2 separate regions of the Bombyx mori genome follow, and region 1 is linked to region 2. Evidence: chromatin contacts called from public Hi-C data. All regions are on one chromosome and are shown on one strand. The core of a region is the stretch at or near the end of the contact, and the rest is flanking DNA. Distances in the headings are between cores, read along the strand shown.

Region 1 (6,749 bases), core at 1,039-3,538, 220 kb after region 2:
TGTACTAAAGTCGACAACCTTTTTAGTGGTTAAGTCACACTTGTTACCGACGAGCAGTTTGTTCACATTGTCACAAGCGTAACGATCAATCTCCTCTAACCACTGTTTCACATTGCTGAATGAATCCTGTAATGGAATATATATTTTTTTAGAAAGTTTTTCTTTGATTTAAAAAAAGGGTAATCCTGATATATGACCCATGAAATAAAACTAACTAGTTAGTAAGCTGTCACTTTAGAAAGTTTGGTCACAATATTGAACACTTTAGAGATCTTGGTTACAAATAAACTTACACTTTTGCTTGTAATCTATTGTTTGACTGTTTTATATATATATATTACAATTACATAAATCAATCAATCAATACAAAAAATTATAATGCTTCAATTTAAATAATATTAAACGCAAGGTTATAATAATGTTGTCTTCACATTATATTTTTATGTTAATAATACTTTTTTCCAAATGAATAAAAGATGAGTTTTTTTAGTAAAATTTGATGTGCCAAACTACTAATCATTGACCTTAACTATTATATTTTGATGTACTCTACAGCTTCTGTAAATCTCTTAAATAGTTCACAATGAATTTTCAAATGATGAGCATCTTTTTTAATAGGACACTATTACTAGATTTTCTCACAGAAAAATTCAAAAATTTAATCTTATTTGAATAATAGTCATATTAATCTTAATGTGTGCAAATTTATTTATATATTACCATACATTGATATGGTATCATTGCTCTAATCTAATGAACTTGCAAATTATCTTAATAAATACCATTCATAGAGCATATATATTTTTTTTTAAACTATATATTATTTTCAACCATGAAATGTCTTTTTCTAAATGTGTAATAGTTATAATAGTTGTAGTAAGGAAATAAAAAGTTATAAGAAATACAAAACGTAAAGTCAACTGTGTCTAATAGTTAAAAAATCCAGTTCCATATTTTTAATATTAGTTCAAATTTTACAAGTGAAGCAAATTGTAATTTTTTATCAACACCAAAAATATTGAACAGTATAGATATAGAGAGGTAGGAGGAGAGGTATAGATTAATATGATTCACTGCATTGATTGTTTACACTTCAGTGTTTTGTTTGGAGAACTGGATCAATGCCAATTTTTTTTATTTTCTCATTTATTGTTTGCATAAACAATTTTCTAATTTATTTAGAAATTTTACTATGTACTCCAAATGAAAATACTAGATTTTGTAATTATTAATAATGGTTTAGTTTACATTTGAATTTGTGAATCTTCTTTGTGCAATTTAGATGTGTCAAATGTTGGTTCTTTGTTTTCTTTGTTTAAAACCATAATCTTTCGAGATTTTTTATAAAATACTTATTTTAAACATTTATTTTAGTATAAAAAAGAAAATAAACAATGTTTTTTTTGTTCTTAAGATGTGATATTTTATTCTGAAAATATTAGTGTAGGATCATATAATTACCTGGTCTGTGCAATCATATACAATGATGATTCCATGTGCTCCTCTGTAGTATGATGAGGTGATGGTTCTAAACCGCTCCTGTCCAGCTGTGTCCCATATTTGTAACTTTATTGTCTTGCCATTTAAGTCTACAGTCCTAATTTTAAAGTCCACGCCAATAGTACTGATGTAGCTCTCGGTGTACGTATCATCAGCGAATCTTAGCAACAGACATGATTTCCCAACTCCAGAGTCACCAATCAGGAGTAGTTTGAATAAGTAGTCGCTGTAATCAATAATTGAAATATACTTTAAAACAAATACTGTGCGTGTCAAGGGCAAATCATGCAGTTTGTACTGGAAGAATTATTGATGTCCTTAGGAGGCGTAACTTCTGTATCCTCAAACAAAGGAACGTCGTATATTTTTTGACAGAAGTGTACAAGCTGTAATTGAAATCCAGGAAATGCGATGATAAAATTTTAGATCAAATACGCCATTCACGATACGAATGACTACGTTTTCACTATTACTATAGTACCTACCACGAACACAATGACTCACCCCCTTCATCACAATATAGCTATTACTGTAAATTAAAAAACTATATCTTATGGTGTGAATGTAGTTCGTAATATTGTAAAAAATGAAGCAAATTTTATAATGAGGATACAGAGACGTGATATTTGCCCATCCTTGTTCATGAAATCGCCATGTTACAGATGTAATACTCACTATTCTGGATTCATTTTTTTAATTTTGTACTAGTAATTGTTTTTCACACAATTTAGTTGTCGAATTTATCGAAAGCACTTAAGTTCTTTGTTTCTAGTACTAAATAGCGAAAAAAAATTAATTCTACGTAGGATAATGGCCGCCGAACGAAACACCCACTGACGTAAGTCAGATTTAAACAGGAGTGCCACTTGGCAAGAATTAATTTGCGTTCAAAAACTATTTTTTTTAGGAATCGACTAATCCTTTAGTCGATTTTTTGTTTCTTTTTGCGTAGGGCAGTCAGTGCTCATATTTAGCAAAATGTAGACCACGGAAATGTACATAAGGTAAAGGCCCCAATTTTAACCACTTACTCTAAAATGTAAAGTTCTTATAAAATTGTTAATAAAATGAATGTATGTTGGTTGAAATATTACTGTTTCAATTATTATACTATTCATTTTTATATTTTTCAAGTTTTGTCGAAGTATGTTAATTGATTTTCTTGGTGAGAATGGGTTATTTATTTCACGTCAACAATTCACCATAAGTTTAGGCTTGAAATTTATTAGTCGTCGTGGCCCAAACAATAAGACGTCCGGTGCATTCGTATCTACTGATGCAACGATGTTCGAATCCCGCATGCGGGTATCAGTTTTTTTAATGAAATACATACTTAACAAATGTTCACTATTGACTTCCACGGTGAGGGAATAGCATCGTGTAATAAAAGTCAAGCCCGCAGAAATATAATTTGCATAGTTACTAGTGGTAAGGACCCCTTGTGAGTCCGCAGGGGCAGGTACCACCACCTTGCCTATTTCTGCCGTGAAGCAGTAATGCGTTTCGATTCGAAGGAAAGGGCAGCCGTTGTAACTATACTGAGACCTTAGAACTAATATCTCAAGGTGGGTGGCACATTTACGATGTAGATGTCTATGGGCTCTAGTAACCACTTAACACCAGGTAAACTGTAAGCTCATCCACCCATCTAAGCAATAAAAAACTAAAATAATAATTAATTATTAATTGACTAAAATCCAACATTGTGCTCCAAAGATTGCCTTATTTTTTATCGAAATGTTTTTCCCAGGGTATTTACAATATTTACAAAAAGCATACATTAAACGAATTGAGTTTAATAAATTATCCATTACATATAGAAGCAGTTTATGAGCACTATTGTTTTTTTTCGATTAGGTGGGTGGACGAGCTCACGAGCGCACAGCCTTTAGGCCATGACATGACTAATATATCATGAGTTATAATTTGTAATTAAATAATAAGTTAATCATTATAAACCGTTATATTAGAAACGGGTTTAGTCATCATTCATCGTAGACACCAAATATAAAAAAAATACTATAAGTTTCACATATTTTATTGAATATACCACTTTTCAAACATTTATTCAATATCTTACCAAAAAGCTTGCTTTTGTTTTTTCTCAGAAATTATCATCATAGGTAGGTACCTAAAATTTGGTTTTACATTATGACTGCACAACAAAATGCTTAAATGCTTTCAATGCCACATTTATAACTATAGTGGTTAATGGACAATCGTTAATTATTTCTACATAATACGATTGTAACAGGGAACAGTGTTTCCTAATATTTGGACGCTTTAGGGCCGAGTCACACCGGAATGGCAGCGGCCGGCGGCGATGCCAGCGGCTCCCGGCGTCGCCGCTGGCAGCCTCTCGACTGCACGCGCCTAGTCTCCTCTTGACTAGTTTAGTTTCTTCATTCGGCAATAATACTCGTGTGTTTGTAGTGAACGTGATGGAATTGGTTATTATATATGACGGCGGTGCCGCGAGCGGCCTGTGTCACCGCTGGCAGCCGCGGGCAGAACGACCGACAAGACGCACGTGGCGCGCGGCTGCTCGCTTCACCGCAGGCAGGCGGCGGCTGTGTCGCGACCTTTCCTGACTTTTCAAGCGATACTGATCTTTTCAGTATACAGATAAAGTTTAAAATTATTTCACACTGAAAGTGCTCGCCGCGAAGCTGCCGGCCGCTGCCATTCCGGTGTGACTCAGCCCTTAGGGCTGAATTAATGAGAAAACAGCTTTTGAAAGTAAATACTCTGGAAAATATATATATTTTTTATTTACAGAAAAAAATCTTTACATTTATGAATAACAACTACAACTAAAGGTGAGAAAATCTATTAACATTCAGGTAGGTATTCATAAAATCATTTCCTTTAGTATATTTAAAGGTATCTTCCATATATACAATCCTCTATCTTTATAGCCCGCGATTATCTGGAATTAAAAAAAATTAGATTTTATAATATTTGGTTTCCACAATGTAGGCATAAGATTGTTTAATAAAAATTAACCAGTAAAAGAATTATAAATTTAGAAATTACTATAACTTATTTCTGCCGTGATATGGGCATGGGTTATGGATCGCCAGTGGCATCTGCGTTATGGCATCAATAAGTTTCGGTTTGGTGAGGAGTGAGCTCGCTCACCCACCTAGTTAGTAACCACATATGATCCATTATAAAACAAATTATATGTAATTTGAAACCATAAAAATTAAATGTAGAAAGATAATGTGTAAAAATATTCTCTAATTAATTTTGGTACGTTCAGATGGTTTAATATTTACTTAATAAAAAGCCACTATAGCAAAGGGTTAATTGTATTAATTATATATAAATGTATGTTACCTTGCTGCCAACAATAGCCAGAGACAGTAACATAAGGCTGGGGCCACGTAACTGCGCGAGGGGTCTAGTCTCTCCCTCGCGGTACACATACACGCAGCCATCGTAGCAGCCCGCGAACACCAACCCGCCCGTCGCTCGCAGGCACACCGCGCCTTTACCGCCTTCGTGTGAACCAACGTGGCTGCCAGTCTGATAAATTATCAATAGGGTAAAACTACACAATATTTAACAGTAAACAATTGCTGTATATTTATAACTATTAGCAGTTCTGTATTTGGCCAAATTGTACTATTTTTATTTAAAAAGCAGGGCACTATAATACATTTTATATTGCACTGTTTCCGAAAATGAATACAAGTGCCGCTGAACCCTTTGAAATTACAGTACTAAAAATGACGTTTCAGATAATTAGTTTATTCGAATATTTAAGTAATGTTTTGTTTTCATTAATGTATGCTACCAGTTTATTGACAATTTGATTTCAAGAACCGACACCATCTACCGTGTATGAAGATTACATGTCTTTTAAAATAAAACCATCTGAATTATATTATTTAATTGAATTATATAATTATAATAAATAGTTAAATGAACTTATGATCTGCCATATAGGGTTACTGGACCCCATAGACACCAAACGTAAAACCCACCTTGAAACATGAGTTAGAAGTTTCCATGTTATAGTACAACTGCTGTTTCACTCTTCGAGTGCAGGGCCGACTTTATGATTAAACGTGAGTGGCAGCAGCCATGTTATGGTATCTGTGGGGCTCTGGTAACCACTTACAATAGTATTACATTCTTATTATAAGATAAATATGAAGTGAAATTGTGGCACTCACACTATAATCGAATACATGTATCTGATGACTGCTCGTTCCACAGTACACTTTGCCATCTTCAAATAATAAAGTGTAGACAGTCATTTTTGGACCCACTAAGGACCTTAGCAGCAGTCCTGTTTGTGCGTCCTTAATTGTCACATTCTCTGAACGCGCTGCCACAAGTAGAACCTTCCTTGGGCCTTCTTTCATAGCTCGCAGAGCCAAGATTGACTGATCCGAAAATTTCACAGTGCTGACTGGAATGAGCATGTTGTTCTGCAGAAAATAACAATTATTAGTAAATATGATTCATTATAATTTTTTATAAGTGTATCTGATAATTAGTAAGGTAGAATTATTATCTCACTATACTATACTATACTATAGTCTATTATATTTAATTCATATTCTATTATTTTCTATCAGATACAAGGTGTCCCAAAACGTAACGATAACCTGGAATCGCGGGAAAGGTCCTGTTATGATGGGTCAGTAAAAAAACTCAGTGTTCTTAACCCAACAGTACTCAAGTACCAAACATTGAAAAATTAAAAATATACTAACTGGAGAGGAGTTTCGACATTATTATTATTATACTAATTTTGAATTGTTTATAGATTTTAATATTGTTTTGGCTTCTCAAATAACCGTATTTTTAGAAAAAAATTACTTAATATGTATTTAAATAAAGATTCTATGTTTATCCCTTATCTCTTCTTGAACCATTAATCTGATTGAAAGCAAACTTGGTAGAGTTGTGGTTTCTCGTCCAGGAAATGTTTGTATCATAGGATGTTTGTTTCTATGACACAAACATTTTCAACTCAACAATTCAGTGGAAGGCATTGGGGAAGGCCTATGTCCAGCAGTGGGCGGGTAAAGGCTGATGATGATGATAGGAACACGCTTTATATAAATATATTTCTCACTTTGCATTCAAATTGCAGCACAAAACCAGTTCTTGTACCGACGAATATAGTGTCCCAGGCGCGATCCATAGTCTGGATTGGACTAAGAACATTGCACTCCGGGCCCTTTTCCACTCCTGTCTGAAATAGGTTGACAGGAAATGTGAAACATTGT
Region 2 (7,204 bases), core at 4,394-6,893:
TTGAGAGGCTATTTCAGCTTCACCCTAACATGTAGGTGACCTCACGGGGCCCTAGCGAGAGCAGTGCTTCGCAGAATCTACCACTGGATCGGAAACGCGACCCACCCACCCACTTGTGGTACCTAAAAGCACTGTTAATGGATCGAGAGGATGCGTAATGACATGTTTTGGGCGACGTCGACTATTTACCATTCGGTCTACAGGATCGGGTATGTAATTCCAGACGGCCACGACAAGAGGGCTCTCATGTCGTGCCGCCTGACATGAGCTACGAATGTACAGTGGACCAAATATAATTTGTAATACCATCCTTACTGGCTCTCCAAGGGCCGACATACGTCATTGTTGCTCTCTTGTGGTAAATAAACTTGCGCAATAAGGGCATGATAGTTTGAGGTTAATAGTAAAATATTATGGTAAGTGTACAAACCTTGCTGATTAGTTGCCTGATATGGAAACATTGAGGTTCTTTTCCATCTATCCACGTGATGCGATCGCTTCGAATCGTTTGCGCTTCTGTACTCCCAGGGCTAGACACCAGTTGTCCAGCCTAATTAAAAATAAATATATGATAAATAACTATTTGTTAAATTCCACGATATTAGTACATAACATAATGCTAATATTAAATACTAAAGTATTTACAAATAGTCTATTGATAGATTTACTAGGTATTTGGAAGGAAAAAGCTATGTAAATATGATTACTTGATTTGTTTTATTTAAAATGTTCAGAAGTAGGTAGATAGCGGCTTGGCTCTGCCCCTGGCATTGCTGAAGTCCATGGGCGACAGTAACCACTCACCATCAGGTGGGCAGTATGCTCGTCTGCCTACAAGGGCAATAAAAAAAAGTAAATTATTTTTTTTTGCAAATTTAACATGTGACGTCATATATATTATCTAGGAATATATTTTTATTACTTCAACTAGCGACCCGCCCTCGCTTCGCTTCGGAAACATTAAAACACACATGAAACTAAAAAATAAAAATAAAAAAATAAAATAAAAAAAGTAGCCTATGTTCATCAGGGACAATGTCGGCTTCTAATGGAAAAAGAATTTTTCAAATCGGTCCAGTAGTTTCGGAGCCTATTCGAAACAAACAAACAAACAAATCTTTCCTCTTTATAATATTAGTATAGATAGGCAGATCAGTATGCAGTCCACGTGATGGCAAGTGACTACTACCATCTATGACAGCTGTGCCCCGTTCCCCGTTATTCCTAAGCATTCAAAATTATCTTATTTCAAATTATGAGGAGATACTGACTAGGAATACTTCTTCAGGTTTGTGAACTCGAAACATCCTGCTGACCGGTTTCAAAATCTTTTGAAGAAAGCTTATTATGATCCCAAAAATTAATTTGGAACTATTTAATTGAACGCAAAATATTTGCTCGGCATATATTTAACGAACTATAGCTTTTGATAATTTTGGGGTCTCAAATTAAAGTTGTAAATTCAGTTAATGATAGATTTTGAAGTGATGCCACCGTATGCGTTAGGCAGGGCGCCATTTAATGAGAAGAGAGGTCATGTTAAGGGCAGTGGGAATGCTCGAAGCTGGATCGACTTAACAGAGTATTGCTGAGGGTAAGTATTGGAATAAAATAATATGATAGATGAATGGTTGAAAAATGAAATAAATGATAACAAGGTTATTGTCACATTATCGTGCTACTAGTGAAGTGGCTGAAATTTTGAAATTGATACCCAGGCGGGAAACGCATTATCATCTAACGACACGACCGATTTTCGCAAATTGACGCGAGAAAACAGCCAAATGTTATGGCCATGCAATTGGTTTAAAGGCTTCGGAACTAGTGGTGACCGTGTCGTCTTAGTTCTGACCCGCGCATATTGCGTCTCTGCGGCATATTGTCGCAGGTCCTGCAAAGATGACAAAAAAGTTAATCTTTAGCCGCAATGTTTGCAGGGAAATCCTTCAAAGCTCTGTAAATCTTTGGAGCATGTTCCATGCGTGCTCTGTGGTATTTCGGTCTGAGTTTTTTTTCTACTGTGAAGCAGTAATGCGTTTCGGTCTGAAGGGTGGACCAGCCGTTGTAACTAAACTTGAGACCTTAGAACTTATTTCAAGGTGGGTGGCGCATTTATATTGTAGATGCTATAGGCTCCAGTAACCACTTAACACCAGGTGGGCTGTGAGCTCGTCCACCCAGCAATAAAAAAATAATTACAATTACTTAATTCAGTTTTCTTTTTCATTTAAATGCGATTTAATGTACGCAAACCAGAATTGTTTTATTCTAAAGTCTAGTTAAATGCTTTAAATAAAATTTATCAATAATATTTTGTTTTTGTATGTTATGAATATGATTGTTTTTGGTAAACAAAGAAAAATCGAAATATCATCTCCTAGACGGTGTTGATATGCGTATCCCATTAACGTAGTGCATAGTGACCAAAGGCACGTAAGTTTGTTCGACTTGCGGTAATAATTGACGGACATCCGTGAAAAACATTAAACCGATCACGTTTCACACTAGACGTTCAAACGGATGTAAGTATTATAGCTTCTATGCTATTATAGCAACAATTAATACGTATACAGATATAACAATTAAACACAAGGGCGGATCCAGCTTTGGCGCCAAGAGGGGGTCACATAGTCAAATTTAGATGCGTTCGTTCCCAGACGTTTGCTATTATACAAAGTTATTATATTATATTAAATTAATTAAATATTGAAGGTATGTAGTTACATAAAATCTGTATGGTGACAAAATATATAAATAAAATCATTATATTCAATTAGTGGTCCACCTAAGTCCTGGAACCAGCTCAGGGGGTGGTCATGACCCCCATGACCCCCCCCCCTGGATCCGCCATTGATTAAACAAAAGGCTTTTATTTTTTATTTTTTATGTCCCTGACTTAAAGGATTTAGGGTCGGCATGCAGGAAGGAGTATTCTGAATCTTAAAGTTCTATATGATCCAATCAGGTGAAAACAAATGAGATGAACACAGTATATTTATATATTCCTTTTTATTGCTTAGTTGGATGGACGAGCTCACAGCCCACCTGCTGTTAAGTGGTTACTGGAGCCCATAGACATCTACAACATAAATGCGCACCCACCATGAGATATAAGTTCTAAGGTCTCAAGTATAGTTACAACGGCTGCCCCACCCTTCAAACTGAAATGCATTACTGCTTCACGGCAGAAATAGGCAGGGTGGTGGTACCAGCCCGTGCGGACTCACAAGAGGTCCTACCACCAGTTTCTAGTGGCTTAGGCTTATAAAATTGTGAGAGAGGGAACTAACCTAGAGCAAGTCTCATTACAGTAAATCATCATATTATTATTCAGTTTCAATTGTTACTAATTATTCTTTAGTTAGAGTGTTATTCTTATAGGTTACTAGTTTCTAGTCTGTTATTTTATGATGAAATTTGTTGAGTCTCCTTTTTAAGTATTTCTACATAAGTACTTTATCTATCTACAACTCTTAATAGTTTAATTAGTAATAAGGAAATAATGTGCTTTGTTACTAATAAAAATAAAATAAGAAGTGCTAAAAATAACTATAAAATATTTTAACTTGAAAACAAATTTATTATAAATTTGTCAAAATGTCAATCTACTATGATGATAATGATAACCCGTGCTAACTAATTATATCATTTATACTATGTTTTAAATGATATTATATTATTAATTGTTATTAACATATGTTTATATAATTAATAGATTAATTTACTATTTATTTAAACTTTATTCAGTTTTTTTGTTATCCGATTTTGTCTCTCAATGTTGTACTGTAAATTTTTCAACAATTCTACAATACATTAATTGAGTTTAATACACCTGATATTCAATGGTAGGTATATTATGACACCATAGTCACCTTTCGATAGTGTTTTTTTCCAGGACATTGAACTGCAGCTAAAGTTCATTGTATTGTAAAATTTATTGATCTTTATGTTATCAATCACACTCAATGGGTACGGCTTTTCAATACTAATTGTTATTATTTTAAATTGCAAAACAATGACTCATAATATGAATCCTGCAAGATGTGGTTTACAATAATAGTCTGAATAACTTTTCATTATTTATGCTTTGATAATAAAATCTTAAGTGTCATAAATCTACCAGTTTTTATATTACCTTCAAAACAGATGACACAACATATAGCCAAGCTTTTGGTGACACTATACCAACATTATCTTAAGTATCAACGTATTGCAAGACAACATAACATTAATAAATGAGATAATAAAAATCAGTAACGCGAAATGCTTAAAATTTCGCAAATTACATTTATATGTGAAAATTCACAAGTATGGTGTAGACAAATCATCAGAAGATTTAAATCAATCTAGATCCTAACTCAAAGGATAAATAGGCCATTTGTTTTTGCAAATTTAGGTTTAAGCTTTACCTCATGTCTCAAGGTTAAAATTATCAAAAACTATGTGTTTAAAGGTCTTGATTTATGATTATACTAATGTAAGAATAAATAAATAAAATATCTGAGTCAGAAATTTGTTTTGGTGGTCTTAACTTAAGCAAATATTGATCATCTAAAGTTCATCTTAAGGATTCAGAGAGCCTCAGAGAATCATTATTTTGTTTGTCGGTCTCAAATGATCTTACTTCATAGAAAGTTTTTTTTTTATTGTTTTAAGAAAACATTTCAACAAAAATAAATATGAATAACTTACTGTGAATATTCCTGATCTGTACATTTTTAACACTTCATTTAATACTAATAGTCCTTGGTCTTTTCCCAGGAAATTGTTCAAAACACAAACACCATATTGAGTCATGTCCCGGATCACTCTCTGGCATATTTCATAGAATGGATCACTTGGATCCATGTAATAGCTATTGAGCATGTGATTAAATGGTGCCACGCTTCCCTTCAATGACGCCTCAGGGTACTCCTTCACCCGGGCTGTCGGTTCAGGAAGAATGGGCATATTTGTATCTGTACTGTTAATGGTTCTCAACACATTAGATCCAGTCGCAGTGGAGAAGTCCACCGTACTAAGTTGCTGTACTGACTCGTTCAATATTTCCTTCTCTGAGGAACCCTCATAAGTTATGGCACTTTCACTATTCAAATCTTCCTTGGTGAACACTACACTAGAAATCACAGAGCTATCGCTTTGTCCTGACGATGTAGTTTTATTGTTTTGTGTTTGTTGTATGTTTTTCTTGAAGTCAAATTTATTTTGTTTACTAACACTACTACCCTCGGAAACACTTTTTTTTTCGTTTTTAGTCTTTGACTTTTTTAAATGTCTTACATCACCATCATTGCATACTTTCGTAACATCATGCTGATAATTTTGAGCAATGTTTCCAATTTCCTTAGCAGCTTCTTTGGTAACAGTTGAACATTCACCAAAATTATCACTTTTTGCAAGCTGCTTCGTTAATTTGGGTATACATTCACTTTTATGTCTCTTCCAGTCCTGTCGTTGATGTTCCGTATTACAGTAGTAAATATTGAGGCATCTTGCGCATCTTCTTTGAGTTTTTTGATTGCATACGGCGCAACAAGCGAGCCCGCCTTCCTGATTCATTCTGAAATAATTTACCAAGGGCCGGCCCTGCAACTTGTCAACTGTATGTCATCGACATGACAGATGAATGAGAGTCAAGTAGTGCACTTATTTTTAAAAGTTTTGAGTATTTTATTTAATATTAGCTTCAAATTTAGAGATAATGTTATTAAATTTTAAGGTTTTCCGTATTATTTTTTGTCAAATTAGTATTTATATTATTAGACTAACATAAAAGAAGCTTTTTGACTTGTATAGCGACTGATTCACGCATTCCCTATAACAATTATGAAAAATCTACTAAGTATAAAAAAAATCGACTAAAAGAGCAACTTTACGATCCAATATATGAGTATCCTCTGTAATCATGATTATTTCTATTTCTATTTGATAATTTCTATGACATTGCAAGATTCCATGAGATACTACTTTTTTATATTGTTGAATTTACTAATAAAATAACTTTGAAGATTTATGGCTTCATCTTCAATTTTACTTTAACGTAATCTTGCAGTCCAATACGGTTTTCTTTTCTTTTACCGACTTCAAATAAATAAACGAGAAAGTTTAGTCGTTAGGCGTATGGTTTTTCACAATAAAAAATATTCAGGGAAAGTATTTGGAGAAGGGTGGGGCTTTTCTAGGCCTACATTACACACGCTAGTCTAACGCGGAAAATTGTAAAATTTAAGAAAGACAGGGTTGCCATCTGTGAAGTAGTCCGGTTAGATTGTACACGTTTCCGGTTTATGTTTTAAATTCAGTGTATTCATTTCTTTAATTATTATTACCTAACATTACTTTATTCTTTGGTTTGGCGCGATCTAGTATACTGTCTTCACTAATTAAACTGCCATATTCAAAATAAAAATTTGCAGTATTTTTAGAAAAAAATCATTACAACTAAGATTTAAAAAATCTTTTTTAATATATTGTTTTTATTTTCATTTTTTATATTGCATTTTTTTTAAAAAGAAACTATTACTTTGATCCAGAGTCCTTTCCAGATTCACCATTCAGCAGGATATGTGGGCGAGCACGGGCTCACCTAGGAGGGGTAGGATAGGAGGGGTGGAGTAACAGCTCAAGGTAGTAGTAGGTGCTTCACGAATGCACCTACTACTACCGGATCGGAATTGCGACCCGCTGAGAAGATCCGGCGAGAAACTCAGCGGACTGATGTATGGGTTAGGTTGCACGTCGAAAACTTTGCCGAGTTCGACGAGTACGGTTACCAGGGTCCCTGAGCCTGCTCCTAGTACCAGAGCTGCAAGCGTATAATAATAGAGTTAGTAGAACTAATACGGATCGTAAAGCTTGGACGTGGCTAGGGCGTCGACGGTGACTCGACTCGAGCTCCTGCGTGAGTCAGAGTCGCGGACAATTCAGCGGCGGCAACGATTAGGCGATTATCATGACGCATGTCCTTGTCGAAGTAGCGTTCCGATGCGAATTTCAGGTGCTTCTGGATCGATTCGAAGCTCAGGTCGTCGTGTAGGTCGACTTTCCTCACGAACAGTGGCTATCCAGCAGAAATGCGATCGGATGACCTGCAGAGCGAACCTTGCACCTGCTAGCGAATAATTCACTTCCAGAGGTCAAGACGAACGTGTACAAGTTTTGTAAAGTGTCATCTTGTTGCGAAAGGACAATTTACTTCGCTTGA

Evidence for each region. Hi-C and Micro-C count contacts between places; a contact is called where the count stands out from the background.
Region 1: a contact with region 2 is called in a Hi-C map of posterior silk gland, with 2.7 times the contacts expected there. The contact joins the promoter of Rabb here to the promoter of LOC101739524 in region 2. A contact is called at or near these places in 4 of 7 Hi-C or Micro-C datasets (middle silk gland, posterior silk gland and whole pupa).

Annotation. Positions count from the first base shown.
Region 1 is chr25:10,117,030-10,123,778 of ASM3026992v2, forward strand. Rabb (small GTP-binding protein) reads right to left here and starts at 2,289. Exons shown (of 5, transcript NM_001043545.2): 1 at 2,176-2,289; 2 at 1,462-1,726; 3 at 1-126. The coding sequence starts at 2,189. LOC101740758 (putative uncharacterized protein DDB_G0282133) reads right to left here. Exons shown (of 7, transcript XM_004921836.5): 4 at 6,596-6,715; 5 at 5,685-5,942; 6 at 4,843-5,031; 7 at 4,254-4,429. The coding sequence ends at 4,352.
Region 2 is chr25:9,894,368-9,901,571 of ASM3026992v2, forward strand. LOC101739524 (egl nine homolog 1) reads right to left here and starts at 5,644. Exons shown (of 7, transcript XM_004921742.5): 1 at 4,693-5,644; 2 at 431-550. The coding sequence starts at 5,559.